2 separate regions of the Sus scrofa genome follow, and region 1 is linked to region 2. The links are chromatin contacts, called in public HiChIP or PLAC-seq maps. All regions are on one chromosome and are shown on one strand. Each heading gives the region's core, a stretch centred on a gene start, on an enhancer-like site or on the middle of the called end of the contact. The rest is flanking DNA. Distances are from core to core; before and after follow the strand shown.

What was found. HiChIP or PLAC-seq counts read pairs in DNA pulled down with a chosen protein or histone mark.
Region 1: a contact with region 2 is called in an H3K27ac HiChIP or PLAC-seq map of skeletal muscle. The contact joins the promoter of JUN here to the enhancer-like site in region 2. A contact is called at or near these places in 5 of 5 promoter capture datasets (fetal liver, fetal skeletal muscle, liver and 1 more), 12 of 47 Hi-C or Micro-C datasets (embryonic fibroblasts, heart right ventricle, liver and 3 more) and 2 of 2 datasets of contacts at active chromatin or transcription factors (alveolar macrophages and skeletal muscle).

The regions. Positions count from the first base shown.
Region 1 is chr6:153,684,605-153,690,043 of Sscrofa11.1, reverse strand. It overlaps JUN (Jun proto-oncogene, AP-1 transcription factor subunit), which reads right to left and starts at 3,619. Exons shown (of 1, transcript NM_213880.1): 1 at 2,409-3,619. The coding sequence starts at 3,441. The coding sequence ends at 2,434.
Region 2 is chr6:153,503,358-153,508,992 of Sscrofa11.1, reverse strand. No RefSeq gene overlaps it. Among named protein-coding and RNA genes, the nearest start is that of JUN, 180 kb to the left of the region's middle. Within about 2 kb of position 3,537, at least 23 of the 83 cell types and tissues checked have an H3K27ac peak or open chromatin away from gene starts, as enhancers often do. A contact at or near this core is called in alveolar macrophages, fetal liver, liver and 1 more, where this site is marked.

The DNA of each region.
Region 1 (5,439 bases), core at 2,370-4,869, 180 kb before region 2:
TGCATTCAGAATGATAGTTGAAACTAACAAACGTAGGGATAGGCCCGAGTTTCAGGGTTTTTTTTCTTTTTTTTTTTTCCAAACACCAGCAAACTGGGGAGTGGCGTGGCTTTTCTGCGCTGCACTGTTGTCTGGGCTTAGTCTACCTTTGCAGGTAATTAATTCCCCAGCCTGCTTATTTTTTCTAGTTGGCTCTTGTTTAGCTTCCACAGAGCCCCACCCCAAAGTGCTTTATTGTCCCTCTGCAGACTATTCCTACATATGGTCAAAATCAACTCACCTTCTGGGTTGCTGACATCGGCAAATTCACTGTTTGGCAAACTCTCCACTGCTTCCAGTAACCCTTTGTTAAAGAAGTGTTATTACAATGGAGTGGATCTGACAGCTAACAAGTCAGTCCAACCTCTTCCACCCCTAGATACATTTACTCCCAAGGAGAAACTCTTTGTGTCTTTAGATTTACAGCCACAGGCAGGATATTAGCACTCCCAGACCTGTTGGGTACTAGAGCACTGCTAATGAGCAAACAGCCCTGCCTCAATTAGTGGTTTGTGAAATGTTCCTGGATATCAAATTACTTTGGCTGCTTGATAATCACACCTGCTCTTGGGATGAAAAGCAACCAAGCAAAAATTGTTCCCTTGTTGAGTACTGCCTTGTTGATCTCCTAAGTTATATCTGCAGATAGAATTTAAGTTTGCCATCTCCCCAGAGTGAATGTGTGATTTACATATGTAATCATGTCGCTGTTCATGTTTTCTCTTTCGAATCTTTTTATAGTACCTAGATTACCATCTTTTGAGACTGATTCTATAATAATTATTTAAACAAGGTTGATTATCTTAGAAACAAATTGAGAAACTACTGAAGACTCTGAAATGGTAAACTGTTATACTGGTGATTTGTTTAGGCATAGGTGTTTATTTCAGGGAGGGGAAGGGGGGGGGAGAGAGAGGAAAAGAGAATGGGAGAATATTTCATCCAGATTGCAACTTCTGTGTTGGCTTTTTCTAAATTCTTTGCTTCTTAATTACCAAATAACTTCAGATGGTAGTAATGTTAACCCCAGCAACTGAAAAGAAAAGCTTCAGAATAGAGCTTGGGAAGAAAAAAAGTAGTAAAGGGAAAGGAATTCAAGATCTGTTATTGGTATTTGAATACGTTTATTGTGACAAGAATGCTGTTATAAATATTCATAAGCAAAGACCATCTCTTTTATCTAGGAATTGTTAAAGTAAGGATTCCAAATTGGAACGATACATCTTTTGTAAAAATCTGCCACTGTTTCTGCTTTGAGAATAAGCATCTATTGTTAAAATTTCTACTAACATTATAAATGGTCACAGCACACGCCACTTGATATAATCCAAACTTTAAAATGTTTTGACTCCCCAGTGGGCTGTCCCTCTGCATCATAACTTCCCTTCCCTCAGCCTCCTAAAATGCCACACTATCCTTTGTTAAGCAACTCTATATAGATAGTTGGGGAGGGAAGAGTATAGCTTCACCAGAGCATCAGTTACAGTTATTTCTCAAGTCCAGCAGACAACAGTTTTCACTGCTTGATAGCAAGCAGCACTGTGAGTGATTTTAATTGACCCTCTTAACTCCTTCAACTCCACCTGGACGAGTAATCTATAGATAATGCAGAAAAGAGGTTGGGGGAGGGGTAACTTTTTCAATATTTTATTGTATTTTCTTAAATATCCTTTCTGGAATTTTCAGAAACAAAACATAAAAAAATTATATACTTTATTACAAATGGTAAACTCAGAGTGCTCAAAATTTCTTATTTACAAACAACAACTGGGCAGGACACCCAAACAAACAAACATGAAATAACTTACAAAGGCATGAAGCTGTTTATTGACAGTAATCAGCTTTCATCAAATTAAAAAATATATATATGTACATACACAGTAATGGAAGGCAGGCCAGAAAGAGTTCATCTGCAGGCTGGGCCTCGCTCTCACAAACCTCCCTCCCGCCTCCCCTCCCCCACCCCCCCCTTTGTGTTAAGGAGTACTACAGAAGCAATCTACAGTCTCTATTGCAGTTTGCAACCCTCCCCCCTCCCCCCCCTTAATACTGAATGAGATCGAATGTTAGGTCCATGCAGTTCTTGGTCAGTGTTAAAGAAAAGTCTTAACGTTCTGTTTGCGCGGGGACAGCCCGTTCGCAAAGCGGGGCAGCCCGCGGGCTGCCGCTCCCTGGCTCCGCGCCGAGGGAGGGCGAGCCAAGTCCTTCCCACTCGTGCACACTGGGGGCGCCGTCAGGACGCAACCCAGTCCAACTTGGATACCCTTGGCTTTAGTCCTCCGACACTTCTTTTTTTTTTCTCCCTCTCTCTCGCAACTTGTCAAGTTCTCAAGTCTGTCTCTCTGCTATTTTTTTTTTTTTCTCCATTGCCCCTCAGCCCCCAACAGTCTCGCCTCAAAACGTTTGCAACTGCTGCGTTAGCATGAGTTGGCACCCACTGTTAACGTGGTTCATGACTTTTTGTTTAAGCTGGGCCACCTGTTCCCTGAGCATGTTGGCGGTGGACGCCAGCTCCGAGTTCTGCGCTTTCAAGGTTTTCACTTTTTCCTCCAGCCGGGCGATCCTCTCCAGCTTCCTTTTCCGGCACTTGGAGGCAGCGATGCGGTTCCTCATGCGCTTCCTCTCCGCCTTGATCCGCTCCTGCGACTCCATGTCGATGGGAGACAGGGGCGGGGTTTCCCCGGGCATCTCGGGCACCGTCTGCGGCTCCTCCTTCAGGGCCTGCAGCCGCGGGTGCTGCACGGGGATCTGCTGGGGCAGGTGGTGCGGCGGCTGCGGTGGTTGCTGTTGCTGCTGCTGGGGCTGAGCGGGAAAGGCCAGGCCCGCCGCGCCGTAGGAGGGCGCCCCGCCGCCGCTGCTCAGCGCGCCGGGGTTGAAGTTGCTGAGATTAGCGTAGACTGGCGGCTCGCTGTGTAGGCTGGCGCTGAAGCCGCCGCTGCCGCTGCCGCCCGCCACTGAAGCTACCGCCGGAGCCACCAGGCCCGCCCCGCTGACCGGCTGCGCCGCCGACGTGACGCTGGGCAGAGTGTTCTGGCTGTGCAGTTCGGCCAGCGCGCGCACGAACCCCTCGGCGAAGCCCTCCTGCTCGTCAGTCACGTTCTTGGGGCATAGGAACTGGGTAGGGGTCGGCGTGGTGGTGATGTGCCCGTTACTGGACTGGATTATCAGGCGCTCGAGTTCGGGCGACGCCAGCTTGAGCAGCCCCACGTCGGGCGAGGTGAGGAGGTCGGAGTTCTTGGCCCGTAGGTGCGGCTTCAGGTTGCCCACCGGGTCAGCCAGGTTCAGGGTCATGCTCTGCTTCAGGATCTTGGGGTTACTGTAGCCGTAGGCACCGCTCTCGGACTGGAGGAACGAGGCGTTGAGGGCATCGTCGTAGAAGGTCGTTTCCATCTTTGCAGTCATAGAACAGTCCGTCACTTCACGTGGGGTGAGTTTGGGTTGCGCGCAGAAGTTTCGGGGCCGCAACAGCGCGCTGGCAAACGGGGGACACCCGCGCTTCCCGGGGCCGTGAGCGAGGAAAGTTTCTCTAAGAGCGCGCGCCCCCGCCGGCTGGCCTCCCCCCTGCGCCCTCCTCACCAGCTCGCTCCGGGGGATCGCAAGGTTGAGACGCCGCCCGCACTCTTACTCGTCCGCTCGCGCGCGCTTCCCGGCTTTGAAAAAGTCGCGGTCACTCACGGTGAGCTCTCGGGAGCAGCGGTTCCTCGGAGCCCGCGGACGAACTCGCTTCCAGGCGGAGGCAGGCAGCGCAAAGCCCGCGGTGGCCTGCCCGCGGCGGGTCTCCGCCGCCCGGACTCCGACGACTGTCCCCTCCTCCGCTGCGAGGGGGAGGGGGCGCCCGGCAGCCGCGGGTCGCGCTCGCCCAAGTTCAGCAACCGGTGCGAGCGGAGCGGAGCGCACGTCCTCCTCACTCCACCGCCTCCTTTTCTTTACCGCCTCTGCGGCAGCTTCGGGCGGAGAGAAGCTTTGCGAAAGTTCGCTCCGGGACCCGGCGGCCACTTGTCCCCTGTCCTCCTTGCCGGGAAACTTCTCGCCGCTGCAGCTGGTCTCCGGACTTCCCCGTGCGGACAGTGGCCGCTCTCCGAGCTGTCAGCAGCGCCCGCGCAGCGGGGCTCTCCGCCTGGGGGCGGCTGGAGAAGGGGATCTCCCGGCACTCCCCAAAACACCAGCCCGGGAGCCACAGGCGTTAGCTCCGGGTCGTGGGAGAGAAAATGGAAAAGAAAATAAGATTTGCAGTCCGCCCCGACTGACGGTGCCTGTCTGCCTGCCTGAATCGGCGAACCTCCACTCCCGCCTCGCTGCTTCAGCCACACTCAGTGCAACTCTGAGCCCTTATCCAGCCGGAGCTCAACACTTATCTGCTACCAGTAAACCCCTAAAAATAGCCCATGATGTCACCCCAAGGCCTTCCCATTGGCTCTTGTCGCTCTCAGGAGGGCGGGCCCACCCGTCGCCATGGAGACCCCACCCTAGAAGATTCTTCTCTGGACCCGCGGAGGCTCACGGGATGAGGTAATGCTCCGCTGCCCTCCTACAGTTGGGCCCTTCTTTTGCCTCCCCTCCCTCCTCTCCTCGCGACTAGCGCCTCTCTCTTCCCCCTCCCCTCCTCGGCGCGTCTTTCCTGGCCCGCCCGGTGCATTGTGGGCTGACGTCTTGGGGTTTGACTGTCTAGTGACGGTGGCTGCCGCAAGCTGGGCGGACTCCGGCGGCGGCTCGCAGCCTCTGAAGGAGGCGGGCTCAAGTTCAGGGAAGGCAGGGGATGCGGGGACCCGGAAGGCTGGGGAACCGGGCCCGATGGCTCGGCCTGAGTGGGCTGGGCGGGTGTCACTGAGGGGGTCGATGTCATCTGCGGGCACTTCGCCGCCGCGCGGGGGGGAGGGGGCGGGCTAAGCGCCCAGGTCCCTGCCCCCCCCCGCATTTCCGGGGGGCGGGAGCACCGCCCTTAAGGTGGCTCTGTTAAGGCCCTTGTGGGGGCGAGTGAAAGTGGGCTGAAGTTTAGGAGAGTCGGCCCCCCACGTTGAGAACTCTCCGAAATTTGTCTCCCGGTCAAGTTCAAGAGCGACTGTTCGCGGCGCTGTCTGGAAGCCGAGTGATTTGCATTGCTTGAAACTGGGTGTTCATCTAAGTCCCTGCCGCGCCCCTACTTCACCCTCCAGACCATGGGAGAAAGCGCGCGGGGTTCACAGCTTTGCCTTGGGAACCGGAGGCGGTTTCTTAACAGGGGGTGGAATTAGGGGGCACCCAGTTGGGAATGAGCGTTATAGGTAATCCGAAACTCGGGGAACCCCGGTGATCGTCTTCTCGCCGCCCCCGCATAACATGCACGGGCACACCACACTTCACATGTGTGTACACACACACACACACACACACACACACACACACCAACCACTCCTCTCGCCC
Region 2 (5,635 bases), core at 2,288-4,787:
TCATCTTATCAAGCACAAAAGGAAAGAAAACATCTGACAAACATCATCTCCATGCTGGGCAACTTTTCCTTTGTGAGATCTTGTTCCATCCACACGCCAGCCCTGGGCGTAGGCAGTGTCTTCTCCATTTTCCAGTGTGGAAATGGAGGCTCAGAGAGGTGATCTGACTGGGCTTGGGTCGCCCAGCTTGTGAGTGGCAGAGCCTGGACACAAACCTGGCTTCTCTGTCTGCGTAAGAAGGGAATGGAAAAACATCCGTTGGAAGTACTGGGCCAAGCCTACTGAGGAAACTGGGCCCGGAAAGAGGCATTTGAATAGTAGAAAATCAACACAAATTCAACAATGATGTCTAGCTAGAGGCATCAACCATCACCCACTGCCAGGGCAGAGAGTCTATTTCTTCACTAGTAGCTGCAGGGCTTTGCACAACCAATTCATAGCAACTATTCACTCTCAACTACCTTCCTCTAAGAAGCCTCCTGGACCTTCCAAGTTTGGGCTATATGTCCCTTATTTGTTTCTGTGTAGTCCTTGTAATTGCTTAGACACCACATGCGTGTGTGCGCGCGCGTGTGTGTGTGTGTGTGTGTGTGTGTGTAAAGCCTTGAAGAATTCTGGAGGCACCTCAAGAAGGGCCTGAGAGCTATCCTTGCCTACAGAGAAGGTTGCACTGAGGGTGAGGGTGTAGACTCGTTTTTACTGGCCCTTGAGTGGAAAGGGGCCATGAGTGAAAGCTCCAGAGAGATCACTGTTAGATTCTCTTCAGGGTCAGACTGAGGTAGAACTTTCTAGTAATGAGAATCTCTCTATAAGGGGGCAGGCTGCCCTGAGACCCTGCAAGCACAGGCTGGAGAGGCAGCCACAGAGGAGACTGCACTGCAGATGGAATGGGGAGCAGATAAGACTGGACACGTCCCGACAGATGAAAGGTCTGTTGTGAAAACAAAACTCACCGCAGATTAATTTTCTACAAAGTGCTTGGCCCATCACGTGTATGAACTCATGTAATCTTGACACTGGCCTGCGAGGTAGGTGCAATCCAGTTCATGGATGAGGAAATTGGGTTCAGAGAGTTAAGTCACTGGCCCAGGAGATATTGGAAGAGCCAGGATCTAAATATGACCTGTGTCTGACCCTAGAGCTCCCCCAGGACTTAGGTGCATATAAGCTTCGCCCATGTCACCAGCACAACTTCGCTTATTTTGTTTTGTTTTCATGGGCCTCAGTTCCCCTCCAGGGTCCCTACCTCTTTGATGCCAGAAGCTGGCCAGCAGGCTAGGCCATCAGATACAGTTGGCTCTGGGAGGGTGGAGGCCTGGTCTGGGTCGTACTTTCCGGACTCGTTGGTTCCTCCTCTGCCTTCCTTTGTCTCCTTCTGGAAGGGACTCCACTGCTTGCCAGCTTGTCCCTGGACCTCTGGACACATTATGGATCCACATGACCTGGGAGGGATAAGCAGGTGACCTGAAGCATGACAGCTACAGCTAAGAGAAGGTTTCAGAAAGGTCTGTGGCTTCAGTTTCAGGCCTGATGAAAGGAAAAAAAAAATCTAAACACAAACCCAGCAGGCTGCCTGCCAGGAGTCTGTGAAACACAGTCCAAGCCAAAGCCAGTGTCGGCCAAGAGGGAAATTACAGGCCTTAAATGGGAGACTAGTCTGCAGAAAGCTCCCAGTTGTGTTTGGCATAAGTTTGTTTGCCTACATATGTGTTTATGTAGACGTATTTTTCAAAGTGTATCTCTTTATTATTTATGTATTTAGCCTCAAGACCCTTTTTAAAAACAATGTAGAAAGAGTACTTTAAAATACTTTAGCCCTTGATGATATTTGGGGCCACTCCATTTAGTTTAGTTAAAAGTCAGCTCATATTTACTGACAGCCTATTTTGTACCAGGCACTGTGCTCGGCGCTGGAGGTCTGGGGATGCAAAAGGCAGTTCCCTACCCCAAAGCAGCTCAGTGTCCAAAATAAGAAAAAGAAACGTGCACAAGTAAAGATCTCAGAATACCGTTGGAGACAAGGTCTCTCAGTTAAGTGTAGCTGGGACCCAAAGGACGGTGGAGAGGGGGTCTAGCAGGTTCTCACAGGCAGACAAAAGTGGAGGGGCCCTGGCTTGGCTGTATTCATTCATGGAGGTGTATGAGTCAGCTATTGCTGCAATAATGCTAGGTAACAAGCCACCCAAGACTCAGTCACTTACAACTATAAGAATTTTTTCTTGGGAGTTCCTTTTATGGCTCAGTGGTTAACAAACCTGATTAGGATCCATGAAGATACGGGTTCAATCCCTGGCCTCACTCAGTGGGTTAAGGATCTGGCATTGTCCTGAGCTGTGGCGTAGGTCACAGACACTGCTCAGATCCCACGTTGCTGTGGCTGTGTAGGCTGGCACCTATAGCTCTGATTCAACCCCTAGCCTGGGAACTTCCATATGCCATGGGGGTGACCCTAAAAAAGCAAAAAATAAAAATAAAATAAAATAAAAAATTTTTTTCTTCTCACTCTTGGGTTTGTGGGTTGGCTGGGTAGCTTGGGTTCCAGCTTCAGCTTAACTGGGGCTGTGGGTCAGGTGTGGGTCTGTTGCATTTGTCTCATCCTGTGAGCTAGGGTGAAAGGTAGCCTCTGGTTACTCCTTGCATGGTAAATGAGCAAGTAAGCAGACAAAAATGTAATGAAACAGGTAATACCTCTTAAAATTTCAGCCCAGAACTGCCATGCCGTCATTTCCCCCTTTTGCCCATCATTCCTTTGCCCATGATAAAGCCCAATATCACTGGACAGGAGAATGTATTTGCTCAGTCTAATGGGAAGCCCTACAAAGTCAAATGAAAAGTGTAAAATTCTAACATAAGGAGAGAAGGGAAAATTGGAGAAAGGTCCTGGGCTTCACAAGGAGACTTAATTTCAAATTTGAGTTACGCTTAACTGCTTTGGAAACTAGAGAAATCACTTAACTTTTCTGAATCTCTTTCCTTCTTACATACTGAGTGCTTACAATATACTGGTCACTGAGCTAAGTATTTTATGAATGTTGTGTTTGTAAGGTAGGTAAGGTAGATAGATGTTCAGCCCCAATTAAATGGAGGAGAAAACTGAGATTGACGGAGGTATGTGACTTGCCCAAAGTCACATGCATTCAGAGTTTCATACCATGTTTCTCTGAGCCACCTCTTCTTACTTGAAAGAAGGTGTGTATCCTCTCTGCCATGTAAAGGGTGCTTGTTTCAGGTGAATTTCTGTCTTCTTTCACCTTATAGAATCCTGGAACCCCCAGGTCACTGGACTTTTGCTTTCTGGTGAACTTCAACCAAGGGATAACCAGCTGATGTGACTGGCCACCACCACCCTAGTTTCAAAGTTCATTGTGGTTAAAAAAAAAAGTAAGAGCTATTCTTAGCAGCGATTGGAGGGTGATCTCACTTCCCAGTCACGAGTCTTCGGGAGGAAGGACACTTGAAGCAAAGCCTGGACAGTGTTGATGGTGCAACGTGTTTGGTGCAGAGGCAGATTTCGTAATTGCCATGCCTGTCAGGTGATGCCTTGGCCTCTGTTCCCCGGATATCTTTCCACTCTGGGGCCAGCTGTTCTGACATCGCTGGGGAGGGACAGGTGGCAGCTTCTCTTTTGCAAGACTTGATTCATGTGGCATGGAAGATACGAGCAAGAGCAAATCTTGGATCAGACAGACCCTATTTGAATCAAGGTTGTGCTTCTCTCTCTCTGGGTAGCCTTGCTCTCGGCAAAGCTGTTCCCTTTGCTTGCTTAACACCCCCACCCCTGACTTCTCAGAGTTAGCTCTCTCTGCCTAAATGTCCCCTCATTCACAAGGTCTTCTCTGACCCTCTCCAGCTCTATGCTCCCTTAACACCCTGGACACTCAGGCCTGGCACTCAGGCTTTCCTATTTACTCGCTTATTTGGCTATCTGCTACTAGGATACCTATTCTGAGAGGGCAATCCCTGCCTCATGTCCCACTGAAATCCTCCTTGCTTCCTAGTGCCTAGGGCATAGGACCCACTCTATGAACATTTATTTTGTCTAAAGAATTCAATAATAAATTACTAGAAGCAGGCTGCTGCTTTCTCTGGCAGATTCAACATTGTCGGGGCTGTGGAAGACACTTGGCTCTAGGTCCTTGCTACTTAAAGTGTGGTCCATGGACCTGCATCCTCTGGGAACTTGTAAGAAAAGCAGTTTCTCAGGCCCCATCCTAGACCTACTGAAACAGAAGCTGCCTTTTAACCAGATCTCAAGTGATTTGCATACACAGAAAGTTTGAGAAGCACTACTCTCGACAACATGAGGCTATTTTTAGAAATCACATCCAAGTGTGGAATCTTGTTTTGGGATATTCAAAGACTGCCTCTAAACCAGCTCCACTGCAGAACCCACCCACTAGTTTTAAGTGTACAGACTCTGGGGGGTACTGCTTAGAGAGAACTGCCGCTGTTTGGGTGGACAGGTGATCTGTTTATTAAGCAAGTGATTGCCTAGGTCCTTCTAATGACTAGTTTCAAGAGCATGCTGGATGCCCCACGGAGCCCTGGGGAATTTTCTATTAACTCTCTAACAGGGACATGGGGATGGGCCAGTGCTTGGTATCTAGCCTCACTCCAGCTCTATATAAAGAGTAGTATAACCTCCTCTTTATATAGAAGGAGGCTGAAGTCCAGAGAAGGTAAGTCACTTGCCCATGGCCACACAGTCGGGGATGAGGTACGGTGGGGATATTACCTTTGCTCCAGGCTGACTCCCCAAGGAAAACCACCCTTCTAACTCATGGTGGTAAAACCCCTGCCTTGTTCCACATTCTGTCCTTTAAGTCTTCTTCATGAAGGACTAACTATATTCTCTGAACCACACAAACTGGCTCTTCTCTATCCTCCTGACCTCATCTCCTATTATGTATATCTTTGGCTTCCTCTGTTCTAGCCACACTGGCCTGCTTTCTGTCCCTTGAACACATAAATGCTGGTGCCCACCCCAGGACCTTTGCACTTCTTTCTGATTGCAGCACATATCCCCAGATCTCTCCATTTTTGCCTGTTTGCCTTCTTTTTATCATTCAGGTCTTACTTTAATGTCACGTCCTGAGAAAGCTTTCCCCAACCACCCTAGGGAAAGTTTGCCCTCCCTCCAGCCTCTCCACTCCAACCAACAGCCACTTGCATTCCCATTATTTTATTTTTTTTTATAGCACTTAGTTCATCCAAAATTACCACGGACATTTATTCTGCTGCCTCCTCCCCACACCCCTTTCTCCCACCATTTGAGTGGAAGCTCATTTAGGGGCCTTGTCTGGTTGGCTGCTGTATCCCTAGACTAGAACAGTGCCTGACACCTATCAGGGCTCAATGATATTTGCTGAAAGTATAAAGGTGGGCTCATACTGAAAGTGACAACACAGAGTAGCTATTGCATGGATTCTGCTGTCTGACAGATCTAGGTTTGAGATGCCAATTCAATTTTGTGACCTTTGGCAATTCTTACTCCACCACCATGAGCCTCAGTTTCCACATCTGTGAAATGGGGATAACTACGCAACTCGGAGAGGTGGTGAGGACCACATAAAGCCACGTAAGAGACAGAGTTGAGCATAATTCAGATCCTCAGTAAATGTTGGGAAACCCTTCA